Linked DNA regions of Pan troglodytes: region 1 is linked to region 2. The links are chromatin contacts, called in public Hi-C maps. All regions are on one chromosome and are shown on one strand. The core of a region is the stretch at or near the end of the contact, and the rest is flanking DNA. Distances in the headings are between cores, read along the strand shown.

The links. Hi-C and Micro-C count contacts between places; a contact is called where the count stands out from the background.
Region 1: a Hi-C map of induced pluripotent stem cells shows a contact between it and region 2, with 1.7 times the contacts expected there. The contact joins the promoter of TPBGL here to the enhancer-like site in region 2. A contact is called at or near these places in 2 of 7 Hi-C or Micro-C datasets (induced pluripotent stem cells and stem cell-derived neural progenitor cells) and 1 of 1 datasets of contacts at active chromatin or transcription factors (stem cell-derived excitatory neurons).

What each region holds. Positions count from the first base shown.
Region 1 is chr9:77,262,661-77,268,678 of NHGRI_mPanTro3-v2.0_pri, reverse strand. It overlaps TPBGL (trophoblast glycoprotein like), which reads right to left and starts at 2,295. Exons shown (of 1, transcript XM_522111.8): 1 at 1-2,295. The coding sequence starts at 2,162. The coding sequence ends at 1,014.
Region 2 is chr9:77,226,782-77,232,299 of NHGRI_mPanTro3-v2.0_pri, reverse strand. SLCO2B1 (solute carrier organic anion transporter family member 2B1) reads right to left here. Exons shown (of 14, transcript XM_016921614.4): 12 at 3,596-3,660; 13 at 3,134-3,254; 14 at 161-2,161. The coding sequence ends at 1,981. Among named protein-coding and RNA genes, the nearest start is that of TPBGL, 37 kb to the left of the region's middle. Within about 2 kb of position 1,444, at least 1 of the 24 cell types and tissues checked has an H3K27ac peak or open chromatin away from gene starts, as enhancers often do. A contact at or near this core is called in induced pluripotent stem cells, where this site is marked.

The sequences.
Region 1 (6,018 bases), core at 1,046-3,545, 36 kb before region 2:
ACTCTCTCCTTCCCTACAAGGATCTGCCAGTATGCACTAGGGGTGCATGGCACCTGCACCTATCCGGCAGGACTGAAGAGCTCGTCCTGGGAGGAAAAGGGGATGAGGACATCCCAGGGACGGATTCCTCACTGGACCTTGACTAGTGAATGGCAGGGGTGGGTGCTGAGTGCCAGCATTGGGTATGGGGGGGGTCAAGAGCCTAAGGCTTGGGCAGGAGGACGAAAGTCAGATCGGGGTGAAGAGCTGAGAGTCTGAGACTGGGGACCAGCACTGAGTATCGGGAGGTCAGCGCCCTGGTGGGAAAGGCTGAGAGTTGGCTCCACACTAAGGCTAGATGGGCTGTGCTTGTCCCTGGGATGGGAGGGACAGACTAGGAGCTGAGCCCCATGCCTGAGCCGAGGAAGGGAAGGGCCTGAGCCAGAGGCGGGGGTGGGTGAAGGGGGGGCAGGGGTATGAAATATATTCTTAGATGAGGGGAGGGTGCCCAATCCTCAGAGCCCCAGGGTTGGGCCTCCAAGCAGGATGGAGGGCTCTGAGCTCTGGGATGGGACAAAGGGCTCAAAATCCACAAAACCATTCTGATGGGGGTGCTGTGCTTCGAGTCCAGAATGGGATGGAAGGGCCCTCAAGCCCCGGAGGGGACTGAGGGCTCCGAGCTGGCGAGGGAGGTCAGTGCAGTCTCGGGTGTCGGAGCTCCAAGCACAGGGTGCTGGGGGCAAGTCTCAGAGCTTTGGCCTTGAAGGACAGATTCTGTGTGAGCTCCGAGACGGGGAACGGACTTTCAGTGGTTCAGGAGGGAGGTTTCGGAAACTAGGGTGGGCAGGCGGGGTTTCTGGATTCGGACCGGCTATCTCTGGGTCTTTGACGGTGGGAGCTCTCGGAGGCGGGAACGAGAGGGTACGGCTTAGCGCCTCCGAGTCAGGGGAAGGTCTCAGAGCTCAGGGCTCGCGGGTGTCTCATCTCCACGGCTTCGGGCCAGGCAAGGGAAGCCCCGAGCCCGGGGGCGCCGCTCAGAGCCCCGAGCCCGGGGAGGTGGCGCGGGAGCCCGCGGGCGCGGCGGGCGCGGGCGCGCGGCGCGGGTCGGCGTCCTGCTCGTAGCGGTAGTGGTAGCCCTCCATCTGGTCCCGGCACGCCTCGCGCAGGTTGCGCATCCAGCGCTGGATGCCGCGGCGGTTTAGGTAGAGCACCATGAGGAAGATGAGGCCGATGAGCGCCAGCACCAGCCCGAAGAACACGTAGGAGGCTTCCAGCTCCGGGCCGGCGGCCTCCGCCTCCTCTCCGCGAGCGTCGGCGTCGCTGTCCGCGCAGCGAAGCCGCGCCCCGTCCAGGTCCAGCAGCGGCCGGTCTAGCAGCGCCCGCGGGGCGGCGCAGCGCAGGCGCCGCGAGTCGGGCACGCGCTCCGTGGCGTTGCGCAGCCAGGCCAGCAGGGGGCGTGCGGCACAGCCGCAGCGCAGGGGGTTGTCGGCGAGCAGCAGGCGCGGCCCGGGGAGGCCGCCATCGCGCTCCAGCGCGCGCAGCTCGTCGGGGTCCAGGCCGGCCAGCGCGTTGAGGCGCACGTCCAGCTGCTCCAGGCGCGCCAGGCGCAGGGCGGCTGGCGGCAGACGGCTCAGCGCGTTGCCCGCTAGGCCCAGCAGGCGAAGCTCGGCCAGCGGTGCCAGCGCAGCGTCCAGCGCGGCCAGCAGCGCGGGGCCGCCGCGCACCAGCGCGTGGTTGAGCTGCAGCGAGCGCAGCGCGGGCAGCCCGCGGAAGGCGCCGCCGCCCAGGGCGCGCAGCGGGTTGTGGCTGAGGTCGAGCGCCGCCAGGCTGGGCAGCCCGTCGAAGGCGCCGTCCTCCACCACCTCGATGTGGTTGTGCGTGAGGCGCAGCGCGCTGAGGAGCGGCAGGCGCACGCCCGCCGCCTGGTCGCCGTCCCCGTCCCCGCCGGCGAAGGCGGCCGCGCGCAGCACCGTCAGGTTGGCGCCTACGATGGTGAGGTTGCGCGCGTCGGGCGGCACGTCCCGCGGAGGCTGGCGGAGCTCGGCTCCCGACGCGCAGCGCAGCAGCAGCTTGGGGCCGCCGAAGCAGTAGCACTGGAAGGGGCAGGGTGCCGCGGGCTGGCTCAGCGCTGCCGCCACGAGCAGCAGCCCCTGGAGCCCCGGCTGTCCCGCGCGCGGGGCCATCGCGGCCGCCCCCGCATCCAGCGCCCGGGCCGCCGCGCTCACCAGTGAGTTGGGAGCGCCTGGTGGGGGGCACGGGTGGGGCGAGTCCTTGACCCGGAGCGGCTGGCAGTCCCGGTCGGTCCGTTCGCTGTCTCGAAAGTCTGAGGAGCCGCACTTACTGGCTGACTGGCCGGGGGCGAGAGGGGTCAGACGGGGAGCGGAGCCCCCCGCCCCCGGTGCCCTCGCCCTGCGCGCCGGCCTCCGGCTTCCGCGGCCGCTCCGGGCTCCGAGCCGAGTGGGCAGGGTTTGCCTCCCCCCTCCCCGCCTCCCGGTCTCGTCCTCCGCCCCCAGCGGAGTCTCCGCGCCCTCCTCGCCGTGGGAGGCGGGGTGGGAGGCTCCCGAGAATCAGGGCTGTCGGCTGCTGCGCTTTCTCTTCATCCTCTCCGCCCCCGCCCCTCCGGGCTGCCGAGAAGTTTGGCTCCTGGAGGCTCCGACTTGGTTTTCCTCCTCCTCCACCCCCAACATTTAAGCTGGGTCCTTCCTCCTCCTTCTCCAGCACGTGTGGGGCGGGGCCCGACTGCGGAGAGCAGGCAGGTGGGTCACCACCAAGGAGAATTCGGGGGTTGGGGAGGACTTTAGAGCTGCTCCTACTACCGGAGGAAGGGATGAGGGGTGGACTGAGAAAGTTACTCATTTTCCGGCCTCTTCCTAAGGCAGAGAGACTGGAAAATCCCCAGTCTCTGCTTCCTCCTCTGCGACCCTAGTTCCATTAGACCTGGCTGTGTCACCACCCCTGCAGGTCCTATGGGACCAGCTTTTTCTCCATCCCATCCCATCCCATTCTCAGGAGAAGTCTGTGGCACCCGCTCCCCTCCCACCCACCAACTCTGGCTGCTCTGCCTCTGCCAGGAGTTCCCCCATGTGGTTTCCTCCACCGAGCTGGGCTTCTCTGCCAAGCACTGTCCTAGGCACAGAGACCCGGGGGTGTAGTGATTCTGCTCTTTGCTTTCACTCCCTGCCCCCAAACCTCTTAAGACTCCTGGGGTTCCGTTGGACACTGTCAACTAGTCCCTCCAGGCTTCTCCGCCTGTGAGTGGGGTTTGGGGCACCAGAGGTTGGGAGAGCAGGAGCAGATTTTGCAGCATGGAGTTGGGGGTCTCAGAAGGGGCCAGGGCTGAGCGGGGTGGGGGGCTGAGCTGTTTACAGATTTGTTTTGTTCTGGATTTTTTTCCCCCCCAGAACTGGGAAGCTCTAAACCTGATTTAAAGAGACAGGCTCCTGAGAAGGGAGGATTCCTGGCCTTAGCATGAATTATTCAGGCTGGAGAGGCTGACACTTGATCCGCAGGCCATTCGGGTATCAGCAGAGCTGGTTGGAATAGAGGCTCCCCCCCTCCTCCCAAGAATCAGTCTCTTTCTCCTGAATTGGGTACGGTTGTTATGTTGACTCCTTCCCTGAGGTTATATTTAACAGATCGACCAAAGGATCAATACCACTTAAGGAGAAGAGGCAGACCCTGCAGTGGCCTGGGTCTTGGGCAAGGACCAACATTAAGGAACAGAGCTGGTGATGATGGGGGTCTCCCAGCTCTCCCCTCCTCCAAGCCCCTCTCTCTTCCCTACCCCCTGTCTTAACTCTCCCAGGTATGAGAGCTCAGATGTGTCTCATGCAAGTCCATGCAGACTCATTCATATGTGGACATAGGATCGTAGGTTTGAGTGCGTCCTGGCATGTGTCCATAAATTCATAAAGACATACATATTTGAATATGCACACTTCTGAGCCCATGCAGGTTCGTGGGTACATTCTCAGAGGGCAAGCTTACAGGCCCATGCTTAAGCCATGCCAAGCACAGGGACCCAGAGATTGGCTAGCACAGTCAGACCCTACTCCTCCTGCCCTGCACCATGCCCTTGGTCTGTGGAGGTAACAGGCTGGTGATGTCTTTTCTCACATGGGCACACGTGCTCAAGTAGATGCCACTGGAGCTGGGCCCCCAGCTATAGCACTCCCCTAAACCCCGGCCCACACAGCAACATGCCCCAGCTCTGACATCTCCCCTGGTAGGAGGCACTAGGTCGTTTTCACTTTTGTGTTTCCAGTATAGAGACTATCTCAGCAGAGTGTGTGGTGCAAATGACAGACTGAATGAACAGAAGTCTGTGTTTCCTTGTCTGCGTCCAGTCCCTGAGGAATCAGACCACTACCAAGGCTGGAACTCCTTCCCCAGGCCCCCGTGGTGGCTGGCCTCAGATTGGCTGATGCCCCCCTCCCCTGCTGCCCCCCAGGAAAGGAGCTGCAGGACCACAGGCAGCCTTGATTGGGGGGGTGCTCAACACCTCATTTGGGGAAATGAGGCCTGGAGAGAATTTAGAATCATCAGGTGCCAGAGAATAAGGCAAATGTCCTCTGTTTTGCACAAATGGGGAAATAGGCCAGAGGGGCCCCACGGCCCCTGTCAAGGTTTCAGAGTTTAGCCTAGAAACCTGGCCCCAGGGTCCTTGCCCAGGACTCTGTCCAAGATGGTGGGCTGCATCTGAGAGGGTCCTGCACCACAAGGAATGCTTATCCTGACCCCAAGAAGCTGAGGCTGGGAATGGATGCCATGGTTGATCTGGTGTGACCTCAGGCCTTTCTCAATCTTGGGCTGTCACCTTCCTCTTCTATAAGGTAGATAGGCTTTAAATTCCTGTTCTTCCTATTCCTCTCAGGGCTGTTATGATAAAGTGAATTGAAAGTGCCTCAAAACAAGAAAAAACATTTCACCTGGGTCTGGGGGCCTAGCACCCGTCCTGCCAGACCCTGGGTAAGGCATTGCCCCTCTCTGGGACTAATTAGCTCCCATGTCATTTTTCCCTGTTCCATGTTCTTTCCTTCTCCAACACAGCAGATTTGTGGTGGATGTTAATGAGTCTCTGCTTGTCTCTCTGTATGGCCTTTACTCAGCCTCCTCTCCTCTCTTCCCACTTTGTAAAGGTGCTTCCCGTCTAAATTCTCCTGGAACCAATTTCTCTCTGTCCAAGTTCCCCAAGGAATCAAGTCTGCGAGCCATTGGGGCTGAGGGATCTCTGTTCTTTGGAGGAACAGCGCTCTCCATCTTAGATTTGCCAGTGTTCAGTATGCATTAAGTATTCAATAAATGTGTGTCCACTTGAGTCTGAGGCTGTGTGTTTATTCTCTGATGCATCTGGTGGAAGTCTCTTTTCTTGGACTGTTTGCCCCAGCTGGGGTGCTCTCCTCTTGATTCTGTTTCTCCAGTCCAGTCAGCTGTCCCTCAGGACTTGTGAGTTTTGCCCCCTTCAGGGAGCCCTCATGGCTTCCCTCTCCATCCTTTGAACTTCACTGATCAATTAGAGGGCTAAGACTCCCCTGATCTTCTTGACTGTCAGCAGCTGGGGCTCAGGTCTGGTCTAATTTCTTAGGGATCAGTACAGAGAAGGCACCAGGGAATATTTGCTGACTGAAATAATGATTTAAATATCTGTGACTCGAGCCTCTCATCCCTATGAGGCAAGCTCGGTGAGGACCCCTCATCTACACTTCATACCAGGAGATAGCTGCTCAGAAATGTTAAGTGCTTTCCCCAAGGTTGCACACCTCACTGGGACCTGAGCCAGATAGAAGCTCGGGTTTCTTGCCCATCTCCTTTGCCGCAGCCCCCCCTCATCCTAGGATCCCTCTCTCCTGGGAGTGTGGCTGGGTCAGATCCCAGGGGAGCCTGTGGGCAAAGAGCTCACGCCCTCAGGGTTTCCTTAGGACTCGGAAGAAGCGAAGCACCCCTCGCCACCCAAGCAGAGTGATCATCTGCCCTGTGCCCAGATGAGTACCCCTCATGTCAGCCACACTGGATCTTCACGCTTGCTTGAATTTATTACTC
Region 2 (5,518 bases), core at 195-2,694:
GATCTTGGGGAAGTCACTTGTGCTTTCTGAGCCAGTTTCCTCTTCTATAAAATGTGAATGACAATTCGGACAGGTGAGGATTCAGAAATCCTCATGACCTTATTCCATTTTTGAAACCATTAGTAGACGAAGACACTCAAACAAAAATTAGACCAGAATATAAAGATTGGAAAAGATGTAATATACAAGCGATAATGGTGAGCAATGAATCCAGTAAAACTTAAATCTAAGTTAATGGAAATGATGTGGTTGTTGCAAACCTCTAATGCAGTTTATAAAGAAAGAATTTTTGTAATAGAAGAGACATTATGCAAGAACAAATTTAATAGTAAGCCGTATCTATAATTCCAGACTTTTTTTCCCTGCAAAACCTGGGAAACAAGAGGGATGAAGGAATATAAACATCCTAAAAGCCTCATATTGTTGAAGGAGACTTTGAAATTCTTGGCATTGATAGATACATGCTCAGATATTTATTAAACATTTACAGATACCAACCAGCAAAATAAAAAGGGAATTGGAACTTCTGTACCTCCCTTTTCTTTTATCATGTGGGAAAGTCTCAAAGCCCTGGCACTGGGAGCTGCTCAGAAGGCAAGGGCCACATGTGCCCCCAGCTTCCCCCCACCCCCAGCACAGGGCCAGGAAGCCACTGCTGGTGGCTCCCTGTCTGCTGCCTCCCGAGCAGCAGGTCCCAGCGAGGTGGGGTGGTAATAGGTTGGGCTGGGAGCAGATTAGCAAACCCTCTCCTCCCCGCAGGGAAATAACCAGGCCAGATAAGACTAGCCATAAAACAAAACAAGGCCTGATGTAGAAAAGGATTGGATCATAAGACCCGAGCAAGCCATAGCATCACTCATTACACAGAGCTGAGCTTTACTGCTCCCAGCACTACAGTCCTGGGCCTGATGCCAGCCCAGGCATCGGAGAACCAGGTGCCACCCCCAAAAAACAGTGTCACAGAACTAAACATTATCCACACTGCCCCAGGTGACACAGACCCAGGCACCCAAGAGAAAATAGAGAAATTAGGATCCTAGTCACAAAGGTCACAGGGACTTTCGTGGCCCCTGGTCACATGTGTGAAATCTTGGCAATGTGTAGGAATCAGTGAGTGCGCGCTGAGTGTGTGTTTGTCTGAAATTAGAAAATACCCAAGTGTGGGCCTGAGTCTCCCTCCCTACCCCAGGGCCCGGACTTGCCCACCCAGGGCCCTAAGGCAGGTGTTGGGCCTCACCCTCAACCGTGGCTCCCTGAGGGCAAGGGCTAGAATTTCCTGAGATGGAGAGTGAGTCTCCCTGCTTCAGCTAAGGTTTCCTGGGGCCCCCACACAGGCCTCTTGAAGGCCCTGCCAAGTCTGGGTGTCCCACTCCTGAGGCCAGCTCCGTTCTCCCTGTGGGAGTCTACCCAGGGTCCAGCTCAGTGCTCTGCCTCCAGGGGGCGCCAAAGGGACACTTCTTAAAGGCTGTTGGAGTTGGGGAGGAGATCTGAATGTACCCTGACCGCACAGATGGTCACAGCTGAACGAGCCTGAAGGCTGGCAAGTTCATTCCCACCTGACAGGAGATGGCTAAGGCTCAAAGAGGGTGATCCAGGCGAGTGCAGACCTGGGCTGGGGCCCAGCATGGAGGGCAGCCTGGCCCACTATGGCTCACTTTGCTATCCTAGGGCCCCAGGGAAAGGTATACTTCTTTCCACCCAGGAAAGCCTGGCTCCAGGACAGCTGGCTGGCTGGGGGAAGGAGGAAGAAGACCCTCTTGCTCCAGAAATGGCCAACACAGCAAATGCCCAAACAACTCTTTGGTTCAGACTAGCAAGCAAAGGCTGAGAGAGGATCAATGTCTTGCCTGAAGTCACACAGCAATTTAGTGGAGGAGCCAGAATGGAACACAGGGCTCTTGACACTCAATCTTGGGCAAAGGACTCAGAGGAGGTACTGCTGTGGCTGCTACTCTTGGCCAGGTGGGGCCCCAAGACAGCTCACACTCGGGAATCCTCTGGCTTCTTCCCTGGCCCCGACACTAGCAATTGCTGCTCTACAGCAGGGCTGGATCTGCTCTCCTTGGTCCTTGCCTCTTTGTCCTGCTGCCTCAGGACAGCCAAAACTAAGGCAAAGCAGATCACAGAACCTGTTTTGAAGAAGAACTGGAGGCCGATGAACCTGGGGAAAGAATGGGGACCCTTGAACTCAAGAGCTGCCAGGCCAGGGCATGAACGTCAGCAGTCATCACTCATTGTGAAATCAGAGATACTGAGGCCTCAGGGAGACATTGACCTCTGCTGTGGCTCTTCCCTGGAGGAGGGGGAGAGGCTCTGCAGAGGAGCCCTGGGTGGGAGCAGAGGCCTGGCCATCTTCATCGCCCTGTCCTGGACTCTGCTCTGTGGCCTGGGCTGGCCCTGCCTCTCTCCGAGCCCAAGGGCTCAGGGGGCCTGACAAGTGCAATTTTATATTGCACCACCTGCCACAAGAACAAACGGATTCCCTCTCCCCTGTTTAACTATCAAAGCCCTTGTTTGACTTTTCCTTTTCTAGGAAGCCCCCTGTGGACAGTCCCAGCCCACAGGAACTGTGCCCTCCTCACCTCCTCAGAGCTGAAAGTGACCAGCTCCCTGTCCCCAGCCCTGCTAGCAAGTCCTCTCCACATCCATCCCAGGCCAGCCGCCTCTGTGCCTTCAGGTTCCTTTGAGTTCCCCTTTGTACAGATGGGAAGACTGAGCCCCAGACAAGATAAGTCCCATGATGAGGAAGACAGAGCTGGGCCTGAAACCCAGGCCTCCTGTGTCCTAGACAGGGCTTTCTCCCCAGCCCTTCACCCCAAGTCCCTCTCGCAGCATGGCTGCTCCTCTGTTTCTCCCCAAGTTCCTGCATAGACTCTGTGGTCAAGGCCCAGCTCTGCAAGTTATTAGCTGTGTGACCTTGGGCTACTTGCTTTAACTGTCACTTTCCTCATCTATAAAAGGATGGGGGCAGTGTTTAGCTTGAAGGACTGGTGAGCTCAGCACTGAATATATAATTACACCTGTCACCTAGCAGGTAGACTTAAATGAAACCTCCCCTCCCTGCTGGTATCCTGCCTGGGACTCTGAGAGTATTTCCAGCACCCTTCCCACAAGCCATCAAACCAGGTCTCACCGGTTTCGGAGCAGGTCATTATTGTAGTAGCGACAGACAGCTCGACGCCCACAGCTCAGGGCCCAGTGCACACAGGTGGTGTCGATGGCGCTGCCGTGGATCACGGGGCTGGGCATCCAGGCTGAGGGAGGTGGTGCTCAGGGGACAATGAAGGCCCACCGTCCTACCCTGCCCCCTCCCTGGCATGTACAACCCCTCAGGGGCTCTGGGTTACTGGGGCCTCTTGGCTGTCTGGCCCTCAAGCCCGCCCCACCCCTGCATCCGAGGTGGCTTCCTGACGGGCTGTCTAGACTCTGCCTCTATACCCCGCTCTAGGAGAGCTGGGCCAGGTCTGTCACCCCATGAGCTTGTGAGCCCTAAGATCAGGGATTGAGTTCCGCTCATGCCTGTGCCCCAGGCCTGGCACACAGTGGGCATCTGGACCCCATCACCACCACCAATGGTCCCAAGCAAGATCTTTACCCAAAATCCTCAGGAACATGAACTGGATGCCCACAGCCAAAGTCTTGTCTTCTTTCTTCACTCCTCTAACAAGCAGAGACATGGGCAACATGAGGTTGGAGGGGTTCCAGCCCCCAAGGGCCATGCATCAACGTTGAAGGGTTCTTATTATGCCCTTCTCTCCCACCACCCAGAGCCAGCCTCCCTCCCATCTGATGATCTAGGCTGGGGGCTCAGGGACGTACCCCATCCTTTTTCAACCTGCAGAGCCTGGTCCCATATACAAGACAACACACCCACTGACCATCAGGGTCCTGTGCTGACCCCTGTATGTTTCTGGTCACAGACATCACTCCTCTTCCTCCACCCACTGGTCCCATCAAATTCTCCCCTTACTCCTACAGTTGGCAAGACCTGGAGCTGGGACAGTCAGACACTTCCCCAGCATCCCCAACCACTGTAACGCCACAGCCTGCCATCCTCTGGCTCCTGCCAGACAACACCAGTGGCCGGCATTTATGGAGCGCTTACTACTGGCTCAGTAACTCTGCCCTGCAACCCCACATCACTCCTATGAGCGAGGTGTACATTAGCCCCATTTTACAGATAAGGAGACTGACATTTAGACAGATTCAATAACTTGGCCAAGATCTCATGGCTGACTGCGGTCAGGGCCTGTATCCACGCAGCCCTGAGGCTGTGTTCTGAACTCCTTTTAGTCAGGCTGCCTGTTGGGCATCTGATTCCTCTATTTTCTCTCCCAGGCCAGCTTGTGTTCTAGATCTACATGTCTTCTGGTATTTGCAAGAGGCTCCATTTCCCTTCTAATTTCCTAGAAAGTAGATAGTGAATAAAATAATCCCAGGAGAAGGTAAATGGAAATTATCTTGCTCTGAGGTCCCTGTGATATTGTGAGATGTGTATTTGGTCTTCCCGGCATACACTCCTAAAATTCTTGGAATGTTCAAAGTGAAAAGTGTCTTTTTGTATGCTAATGAGTTGATTGATGGTGAGCAGCCCCTAGGTAGCTTCAGGCTGGGGCTTGGTCACCAGAGGGACCAAGGCAGGATTAGAGGGTTGGGACTTTCAGCCCCAACCTCCAGCAAGGGGAGAGGGGCTGGAGGTTAAGGTGACTGCCAATATCCAGTGATTTAATCAATCATGCCTACATAATGAAGCTTTGGAGAGCTTCCGGATAGCTGAACACATGGAGGTCCCTGCAGGATGCAGCCAGGGAGGGCATGAAAGCTCCTCCCCCATACCTCGCCGTATGCATCACTTCATCTGTATCCTTTGTAATATCTTTTATAATAAACTGATAAACATTAAGTAGATGTTTTCCTGAGCTCTGTGAGCCACTCTAGCAAATAAAGCAAACTCAAAGATGGGGCTGTGGAAACCCCAGCATACGGCTGGTCAGTCAGAATCATTGGTAAAACAGCCTGGGGCTTGCGGTTGGCATGGGAAGTGGAGGGAAAGTCTTGTGGGACTGAGCACTCAGCCTGTGGGATCTGATGCTGTCTCCAGGTAGATTGTGTCAGAATAGAATTGGAGGACACTGGCTAGGGTCCACTGCAGAATTAATTGAGTGCCTGGTGTGTGGGAAAATACCCCCACACTTCTGGTTGCAGAAGTCTTCTGTGTTGATTGTTGAGTGAGAGAATAGAAAAACTGTTTTTCTCAGCCGAGTGTGGTGGCTCACGCCTGTAATCCCAGCACTTTGGGAGGCCAAGGCAGGTGGATCACTGAGGTCAGGAGTTCGAGACCGTCCTGGCCAACATGGTGAAACCCCGTCTCTGCTAAAAATACAATTAGTTGGGTGTGGTGGAGGGTGCCTGTAATCCCAGCTACTAGGGAGGCTGAGGCAGGAGAATGGCGTGAACCCAGGAGGAGGAGGTTGCAGTGAGCCGAGATTGCGCCATTGCACTCCAGCCTGGGAGACAG